Linked DNA regions of Zea mays: regions 1 and 3 are each linked to region 2. A link is a contact called in public Hi-C data. All regions are on one chromosome and are shown on one strand. Each heading gives the region's core, a stretch centred on a gene start, on an enhancer-like site or on the middle of the called end of the contact. The rest is flanking DNA. Distances are from core to core; before and after follow the strand shown. Region 1 holds the start of LOC103634444 (pyruvate decarboxylase 3). Region 2 holds the start of LOC100274995 (CASP-like protein 4B1). Region 3 holds the start of LOC103633601 (SNF2 domain-containing protein CLASSY 1).

Region 1 (3,002 bases), core at 120-2,619, 160 kb after region 2:
TAAGTATTCCAAATGAAACTCAATTTGAGAAGGTTCCCCAACGTGCACTTTTCTTTTATTAGGATTTTGTTTGTTCGAGTCAGATGGATATGAATTTAATAGCATGCGCTGCTTTCTTTCCCCAGGATGATGATACTAATTTTCACATGGATTTAATAGCTGGGCTTGCAAACATGCGCGCAAGGAATTACAGCATTCCTGAGGTTGACAAGTTGAAGGCTAAGTTCATCGCCGGAAGGATCATCCCGGCCATCGCAACTTCAACAGCCATGGCCACAGGTCTAGTGTGCCTGGAGCTGTACAAGGTCATTGCTGGGGAGCACCCCATGGAGGACTACCGCAACACATTCGCCAACCTAGCTATACCTCTGCTGTCTATGGCGGAGCCGGTTGGGGCCAAGCTGATGAAGCATCAAGATATGAGGTGGACCGTATGGGACCGGTGGACTATCAGGGGCAACCTGACTGTGGCGGAACTGCTGCAGTGGTTCAGTGACAAGGGCCTCAGCGCCTACAGCATGTCCTGCGGCACCTGTCTGCTGTACAACAGCATGTTCGCGAGGCACAAGGAGAGGCTGCAGAGGAAGGTGGTTGATGTCGCCAGGGAGGTGGCCAAGGTGGAGGTTCCTGAATACCGGAGGCACATAGATGTGGTGGTAGCATGCGAGGATGACGATGGGAATGACATTGACATTCCTCTAGTCTCGGTGTACTTCCGATAGTCTCCCTCTATCTGCACATACAAAGTCAAGTCTATTATGTCGTCCAAGAGAACACATTCGGTCATCTGGAACGATAAACAGACGATGGACTGCATTCAATCAAATTCCCATGCCAAGGGCTAATTTGGGAACCTATTTTTTAAGGCATTTCTATTTTTCCAATTAAAAATGAATTAATTTCTCTTGAAAAATAGAAATACCTTGAGAAAATGGGGTTTCTAAACTACACCCAAAGAGATTTACTAGTCACAAGTAGGACCGGAAACCGGAAACGAGCTGATCTCGGCTTGGTAACCCAGCTAGTTAGTCTTGGCTCGGTGAGTTGAGAGACCTAGCTTGATTCGGGCTTGTTTAGGCTCGTGAGTCCACTTGAGAGCCACCACATTAAGTCTTAATTTAGAGTATAAATTATATATTTTTATTATATAAAATAAAAATATAAGTTAAAAATTTAGTAACATATTTTAAACTATATCTAGTATTGAGTTCGTTGCGGCGACGGTGGATAAGGAGGCAGGGGCACGTCGTGTAGTTTACACTATGTGTTTAATAGGTAGTAGAGATATTTTATAACATACGTATAGCTAACAAAAAATGATCAATTATTGACTAGTTTGTTACGATGTGACATGGTCGTCTTTGATTTATTTATTGCATGATCTAATACATGATATTATATGACTAAAACTGAGATATCTCGATTAAAACGGGAAAAATCGAAAACGTTCAAATTGTTTCTGTCCAGTTTTTATATTTGTCTAAAACAAAAAAAAACGATCGAAATATCTAAATATGAATTTGAATAGGTTAATATAGAAATTGGTGTGAAACTAAACGGTATATATCTCTATCATTGTCACCTCTAGTCACGCCATGGAGGGAGTTTCAGGAGGTCACCATGTCCATGTGGTTCTCCGTCGGTCTTAAAATGGTGGTGTTTTGTCACGTACAAAATAAGGGAGTTATTTGTAGTTCAATAGACAAACGTTCATGACTTGGTCCCCAATCCCATTTTAATTAAAGCGTCGTGTTACACAAGTCAACCAAAGTCAATCGCCGCGCTTAATTTGCTCTCGCCCGCCCGCCCGCTACGTCTCCCATTTCCTTATTAAAAAGAACCAAATCTATCCATGCATGAAAGCATCTCGTCTCCATGGACACCAGCGGCATCGTCGGGTCCGTGGACGGGCACAGGCCCGCGGCGAGCGGCGCGGTGGCCTGCCCTGCATCCGGCGTTTCAGGCTTCATCACGTCCACCGGCGGCGGCGGGGAGCCTCCTCCTAGGGACGCGACCCTGGGCCGGCACCTGGCGCGGCGGCTGGTGCAGGTGGGCGTGAGCGACGTGTTCGCCGTGCCGGGGGACTTCAACCTGACGCTGCTGGACCACCTGATCGCGGAGCCCGGCCTCCGCGTGGTCGGCTGCTGCAACGAGCTCAACGCCGGGTACGCCGCCGACGGGTACGCGCGCGCGCGGGGCGTGGGCGCCTGCGTTGTCACCTTCACCGTGGGCGGGCTCAGCGTGCTCAACGCCATCGCCGGCGCCTACAGCGAGAACCTGCCCGTGGTGTGCGTGGTGGGCGGGCCCAACTCCAACGACTACGGCACCAACCGCGTCCTCCACCACACCATCGGCCTCCCGGACTTCTCGCAGGAGCTGCGGTGCTTCCAGCCCGTCACCTGCCACCAGGCCGTCGTCAACAACCTGGAGGACGCGCACGAGCAGATCGACGGGGCCATCTCCACGGCGCTCAGGGAGAGCAAGCCCGTCTACATGAGCGTCAGCTGCAACCTGCCGGGGCTGCCGCATCCGACGTTCGCCACGGACCCTGTGCCATACTTGCTGGCGCCAAGGCCTAGCAACCTGACGGGTCTCGCCGCCGCCGTCGAGGCCACCGTGTCGTTCCTCGACAAGGCCGTGAAGCCGGTGGTGGTGGCCGGCCCCAAGATCCGCGTGGCCAAGGCCGCCGCCGCCTTCGTGGAGCTGGCGGAGGCGAGCGGGTACGCGGTGGCGGCCATGCCGTCGGCCAAGGGCCTGGTGCCGGAGACGCTGCCGCGGTTCCTGGGCACCTACTGGGGCGCCGTGAGCACGGCGTTCTGCGCCGAGATCGTGGAGTCCGCCGACGCCTACCTCTTGGCGGGCCCCATCTTCAACGACTACAGCTCCGTGGGCTACTCCATCCTGCTCAGGAAGGACAAGGCGGTGGTGGTGCAGCCGGACCGCGTCACCGTCGGCAACGGCCCCACCTTCGGCTGCGTCATGATGAGGGACTTCCTGTCGGC
Region 2 (3,085 bases), core at 323-2,822:
TCCTCGGCCTTGTCCTCCTGGGGGCGGAGGCGCTCCTGAGCGGCGACGAACTCCTCCTCCATGAGGAGGTAGTCCTTGACCCGGTCGAGCTTGAGGAGGCGGAGTCGGCACTTGGAGAGCGGCGCGACGTTGGGGAGGCGCGCGGCCGCCTCGGCGCCCTTCTGCTTGCGCTGCTTCCGGCCGACGCGGGAGGGCGCGGCCGGCGGCTCGAACTTCTTGTCCTTCTTGTCGCCGGCGTCCCCCGGCTTGCGGTCGCCGGCGCCGCCCTGCTTGCCCATTCCTCCCGGAGTGCCCTGCCCCATGGTCGACGAAGTGGTTGCTTGGGATTTGGGTTCGGGTTCGGGGGAGCGATGTGAGCTGCGGATGCGGGGAAATGCGATGCGAGGTTTGGGACTCCGACTTGAACTTTCCCAGCAAAAGATGAAGATGATGGGCCTGTCTGGAATGCACGGGCCCTGATGTTTATGGGCCTAGGTTTCACACAGAGCAGCCTAGATCAGGCCTGGCGTATGGGCTTTATGTGCCAGCAGCCCAGCACAACCTTTTAAAAAATAGTATATAGAAGGAGATGGAAGAATTGTTTTGAAAAAAAAACATTTTTAAAAACACATCAATGTTTGCACGACATATGTTCCTTTTTAATTGAGAGAGAGAGAGGTTGGGGAAAATTGTTGCGGGCTAGTATTATATTGAAAAAAAAGTGGTTTACATGACTGCATTAGGTATTGTGGTTGTTTATACGATGCATCACTCACGTTGTAACCAGCAGTATAATGAGTGTGAGGATGTGGCCGTGTACTGCGAACTGCTACTAGTATGGTTGCGCGGCGGCGGAGAGCACGGCGGACAAGGCGAGCGCCGCAAAGGCTATGAAAGCCAGGCTGATGGCGGCCGTCATGGCGTCCGTGAAGACGTTGAGTACGGCGGATCTCATGCGGAGGGTGATGGGGAGAGCCGCCGCCGACGCCGTGATGAGCAGGTACGCCACCACCTGGTCGCCGGCGAAATCCGCGAGGCCGCCACCCGCTCTCCCGGAGGCGCGCATCCGGCGGAAGCCACGGGTGGCCTGCGCGGCGGAGTAGGCGCAGGCGAGCGCGGAGGCCCCCAGGAGGCCCCGGTACTCCGGGTAGCGCGCGAACTCCATCCAGTCGCCGTGGCGGCAGGACGCGACGAGCGCGACGGCCACGAACGCCATGACCGACGCGGCCGCGCGCAGCAGCAGCAGGACCCCGTCCAGCGCCCGCGCTCCCGCCGGCTGCTGGTGGTGGTGGTGGTGGTGGTGGTGGCGCGCCGCCGAGGAGGACGACCGGGTGGTGGTGGTGGTGGCGACCATGCCGCCGTGTCGGCCGTCGTAGGAATCGTAGGCCGCCGCCGCCGCCTTGTTGTGAACCGCGTAGCCCAGAGGAGGAGGAGGAGGAGGCTTGGCGACGTAGTACGCGGCGGGGCTGCTGGTGGTGGCTTTGGGCGTGGTGGGCATCGCCATGATGTCCAGGTCCATGCCTTCTTAGCGGGGAAGCAAATGCTACATACAGAGGGCCAGCTAAATGTAACGATTAACGAAGAAAGTGGTGATGGATGGAGAGCGAATCGCGTCTTGCTTTTGTTGATGGCTGCTTTTCTTGCTTTTTTTGGGCCTTTGTGTACAGCCTTGCGTTGCGTCGCGTGTTAAGCAACCGCCAACCTATACAATCTTCGTGCCAGACCAGGAAAATAGCTTATCAGATATGTTGCCCAGGTGTCTGATTAAGCCCTCTTTCCTGCGTAAGCAAGCACCCAATTCACCCTGCAAGCAGTTGCTGTCATCAACAGTTTTACTTAGGTTGTTCTCTCTAAAATTCTTCCCCTATATCACTTTTTACGTCACATCATCAACATTTTATCATCTACTTCTTCATCTCCTGCAGCGGTTCCCCCTAAATTATTCCACTATACCCCACTACAACATAAAATATCATTTTCTATACATACTTTTCATCTACTATTAATTTTTCTTCTACTAATAATTGAAAGTGGGCCCACGTCAACAGTACTTGGAGGGCAGTCGCACGCACGCCACAACAAGGGGGAGAGAAGCGGACCTCCACGTAGGAGCCCTGCTAGGGGCAGCGCTGTGGCGATTTTTGCCTCCTGTAGCCGGCATACGGACTGAATTTTTTCTTTTTCAGCCCTATTTTCAAAAAATGTTTACGTTTGGACCCCCAGAAATTTTATATACAATTTTGGACCCAAAGCTCGGCGCCATGGGATGTGGCGCCGAGATAACACATCTCGGCACCGTGATCTGTGGCGCCGAGCTGGCTGACGCGGTAGCCGACGTGGCGCCTAGCTCGGTGCCACAGATCTTGGCACCGAGCTATGACATAAGCGTCCGAGCCGTTTCTTCTTCCTTTCTGTCGTTCCCCTGCGCCACAGGCTGTCCCGCCGCCCACCTGAGGCCCCCGCGCCGCGCCGCCCGCCGTCCCCCGCGTCGCGCCGCCCGAGGTCCCTGTGCCTCGCGTCGCTCACCGCGACGCCGCCTACCACCCTGCTCCCCGTCGTGCCGCCCGAGCGTCGCCTGGCCCCTGCTCGTCGCCGACCGACCCCCTGCTCCTCGGCGCGCCGCCCGCAACGCCGCCCGGCCCCCTGCTCCCCGCCGACCGACCCTTCGCGCGCCCGCGCCACCGCCCGAGCCGCCGGCGGCTGTCCAAGGTATTTTTTAAATTTTAAAATAATTTATACGTATTTATTTGATATTAATTGTTTAGTTAGTTTTTAGTTATTGTTTACATGTTATTTATAAGTTATTTAAATTAGTTCTCATGCCATGTGCCATTTTTAATTATTAATGAGTTAGGTTTAGTCGTTAGTGAGTAGTCATTAATTTTGTAGCATAGTTTAAGGTTTATGGTTTACTTGTAAGGTAGAAGTTAGAGTTAATTAACATTGTTTAGCATTTATTTAGCTTAGGGTTTATTTAGTTTAGTACTTTTATATGTTCAGCCATCGGTTTATCTGCAGGTTTTAGAAACTTGACCATATAGGGGAGGTGCTGCCCATTTTTTTACTTGATAGTGTTAGTCAGATACCATATTTAATGGATATTGAG
Region 3 (3,310 bases), core at 654-3,153, 130 kb after region 2:
TCAACACAAAGCCCTAGTGACTAGTGAGAGTGATTTGCCGTGTTCATTTGAGCTCTTGCGCTTGGATTGCTTTCTCTCTTTCATTCTTTCTTGTGTTCAATACTCACTTGTAACCAAGGCAAGAGACACCAATTGTGTGGTGGTCCTTGCGGGGAGGTTTTGCTCCCGGTTGATTTGAGAAGAGAAAGCTCACTCGGTCGGAGGGACCGTTTGAGAGAGGGAAAGGGTTGAAAAAGACCCGGCCTTTGTGGCCTCCTCAACGGGGAGTAGGTTTGAGAGAACCGAACCTCGGTAAAACAAATCCTCGTGTCTCACTTCATTATTTGCTTGCGATTTGTTTTCACGCCCTCTCTCGGACTCGATTATATTTCTAACGCTAACCCGGCTTGTAGTTGTGTTTATATTTGTAAATTGTAGCATGACCATTAACTATTAGTTTTAGTGTATTCAAACACCCTCTTTTTCGGTTGAAGGAGATTTGTACACATCCAGCAGTGTTTGGTATTAGGCTGTCTCCAGCAACGTCCCCCTAAATTCTATCCCCTAAAGGAATATTCTCTGTCCTTTACAGAACTCTCTAAAAAATTTCGTCCTCTATATCTTCGCCAACTCCAGCAACGTCCTCTAAATTCGGTACTCTATATCTAACAGAATTCATATACTCATTTTTAATACTTATTTTTTATATTAATACAATTTGAACTTATGTGCGTAATGGAAAAATGAAGTTATTTATTTTTAGAAATTTTATAAAAATGAATTAGGAACTAATTATAATAATTACATTTTGCAACCGACATTACTAATCATTTTTTCATAACGCCGTCTACGTACATATCTATATATATATTGGACATAAACTGATAATACTAATCTAATAATCCCAATTAGCAAAAGTGCTGCTACTATTAGATTTACACGCAAAAAAAAGAATAGAATTAATCGGCCAACAGAGGTAGTAGAGGTAGCTGCAGACGGATGACCACATTGAAGAGCGGGCCCCAGGGCTGAGCAGACGGATAGTGCGCGTAAGGACTCCTCTACGTTTAGCGTTCGCCGTACGTCCTTTATATTTTAGAGTTCCTTTTAGAGTTCCTTGTTGGACGACATAGAGAACGTTTCGTACTCTAAATTTAGAGTACAGAACCATTTAGCGTGTATTGCTGGAGGCAGTTAAATTTAGAGTACAGAACCATTTAGCGTGTATTGCTGGAGGCAGTCTTAACCCAGTAAATTGTAGCATGGGTGTGTCGTCTACTAAATCTAGCGTCTTTCTAGCGTTCGGTAAACGGTGTCTTGCTCGTTGTTTACTTTTTTTGTTCGTGTACCAGTACGTCTTGTTGGGCGTGTGTGTAACTTTTCCAGCGTAAGATCGTTTTTTTGCGTCAAACAATTTATAATACAAATTTCCGGTATACTATTTTGCTTATTAGAAGCGATAAGAATTCCTCGCTAAAATTGAAAAGTAATGTAACAAATATTTAAATTTCATGAAATACACAATAAATTTAAATTTTTAAGTACAAGGTTGGTAAAAATAAAATGTAGATTATGAAATTGAGTAATATTGTAAATATAGAGGATCAAATTTAGATAACGTTATTGAAGATAGAGAAGATATATATGATACAATTTTTTACGGTGTAATCTAAAGGTCCGAGAATATATTTTTAGACCCGTTGTCTTATCAAGGGTCTGTTTAGTTCGTGGCTAATTATGTCATACTTCAAGTAAGGTTAGCCTTTTGAATTGAAGAACTAATATCTAAAAAAAGTTACGCTAAATATGGTAAATTAGTCAGCCTTTTACACTTCTGTTTTTGGGTTTCGGGTGCGCGCTGCCTTCACTCCTCGCTGGGGCCCACGATGATGATTAAAAAAAAAAGCGGGCGATGCCATTTGTTGGCTGGACACCTGGAGCTTGAGGACTTGACTGTGGACTCCACTCCACTTCCTTTCCTTCCTCAAGGCCCCAACGGCCAACCCATCTTCTTCACTGTTCAACGGCCTGGTATACTTCGCCAGCCGCCAGCCGCCGGCCGCCGGCCGCCGCATTGCCCATCCACAGCGGCAGTGCAATCGATTGTCTTCCTTCTACTGGTATCCGGTAAGGTAGCCCTGCTTTTATTGTGTGGGTTGATTATCTTCGTCTCTGTCAGAACCGGGGCTGGGGTTTTCTTTAATCGTTGCCGCCGTGAGTCAGTCACCGGTAACCAAAGCCGAATCTTTGTTCCATTTTGGCTATGAACTTTTCTTTTGTCTGTGTTGTGTTTAGCAGGCACTTTCGTTTGTGTTCATGTGCCTCAAGTAATATTGCTGTCAACATGGTCAAGGGATCCACAGGCCACCACAGCAACCCCATCGCTCCAGTCCGTAAGTGATAGTTTCAGCACCTGCATCTCTTGTGCCAGCGGACAGAAACTTAGGATCTATCCGTTGCTTGCAGCGTTTGAGGCGTTTCATAACGGATCATGGCATGGAGCCAATTCTATAATGATACGGGATGGTGGTTTGCTTGTAAAATTTGTCTCCTCTGGATACGCAGTCGCAGTCCAGCATGATATTGATGGGTCCTATCTGCGCGTTCGTTCTAGAAAGGCAACTTGCTCGGATTGCTCACATGTTCTCAAGCCAGGCGCCGATGTTTGTGTATGGCAAGCAGTTTACAGAGGAGAAACAAAAGATTCTGTATGTCACTTCCTTCCATCTTTGCTATCCTTACTTCAATATGGAATGGATGCATCATCTCACATCCGCTTTGTTCTCTTTATACGTGCAGGTACTGTTGTGCTGCCGTGATGCAAGGCTCATCAAAATCAAGAGAAACCATCAATCGGACCGGTGCCTATGCTTGTTTGCCGTTATTTTCTACAAAGACCAGTGCCCAGGCAGCAAAGAAAAAGTGATATCCGGTACAATAGCTGACGTAGTGACGATAGACGACATCTGCATCTTGCAGAATCTCCAACCTGAGGAGCTCCAGGATGGGAGCGTGCGATGGAATTCTGCAGTGGACTGCTTCCATCATAACAGAAGCAAGCTGCTAAGTGCAAGATTCTCCCTGGAAGTCGCATACCTCATAGTTTTGTCTAGCCTGAGGAGAATGGAATTCAACATCAAGATGGTCGACGGCAACATCATTTACCAGATCATCAAAGGAGACCAAGCACGGGATAGTATTGATTCCATGAGCATACCTCCAGGTTTTGGGAAGAACATGGACATAATATCATTCAAACCACGTGGTGAGGCTTTACGCCCAATTACCAGAACAGTTCCAGTCACTCAGGTTGAAGAAGGCAATCTCACAG

What was found. Hi-C and Micro-C count contacts between places; a contact is called where the count stands out from the background.
Region 1: a Hi-C map of leaf shows a contact between it and region 2, with 6 times the contacts expected there. The contact joins the promoter of LOC103634444 here to the promoter of LOC100274995 in region 2. A contact is called at or near these places in 4 of 25 Hi-C or Micro-C datasets (bundle sheath, ear, leaf and 1 more) and 1 of 3 datasets of contacts at active chromatin or transcription factors (seedling).
Region 3: a Hi-C map of tassel shows a contact between it and region 2, with 4 times the contacts expected there. The contact joins the promoter of LOC103633601 here to the promoter of LOC100274995 in region 2. A contact is called at or near these places in 5 of 25 Hi-C or Micro-C datasets (ear, leaf, root tip and 2 more) and 1 of 3 datasets of contacts at active chromatin or transcription factors (leaf).

Annotation. Positions count from the first base shown.
Region 1 is chr7:183,744,352-183,747,353 of Zm-B73-REFERENCE-NAM-5.0, forward strand. LOC103634444 (pyruvate decarboxylase 3) reads left to right here and starts at 1,370. Exons shown (of 1, transcript XM_008655966.4): 1 at 1,370-3,002. The coding sequence starts at 1,876. It overlaps LOC103633603 (ubiquitin-activating enzyme E1 3), which reads left to right. Exons shown (of 7, transcript XM_008655310.3): 7 at 126-869. The coding sequence ends at 722.
Region 2 is chr7:183,582,921-183,586,005 of Zm-B73-REFERENCE-NAM-5.0, forward strand. LOC100274995 (CASP-like protein 4B1) reads right to left here and starts at 1,573. Exons shown (of 1, transcript NM_001149220.2): 1 at 659-1,573. The coding sequence starts at 1,498. The coding sequence ends at 812.
Region 3 is chr7:183,710,724-183,714,033 of Zm-B73-REFERENCE-NAM-5.0, forward strand. LOC103633601 (SNF2 domain-containing protein CLASSY 1) reads left to right here and starts at 1,904. Exons shown (of 6, transcript XM_008655307.3): 1 at 1,904-2,106; 2 at 2,278-2,372; 3 at 2,446-2,687; 4 at 2,779-3,310. The coding sequence starts at 2,324.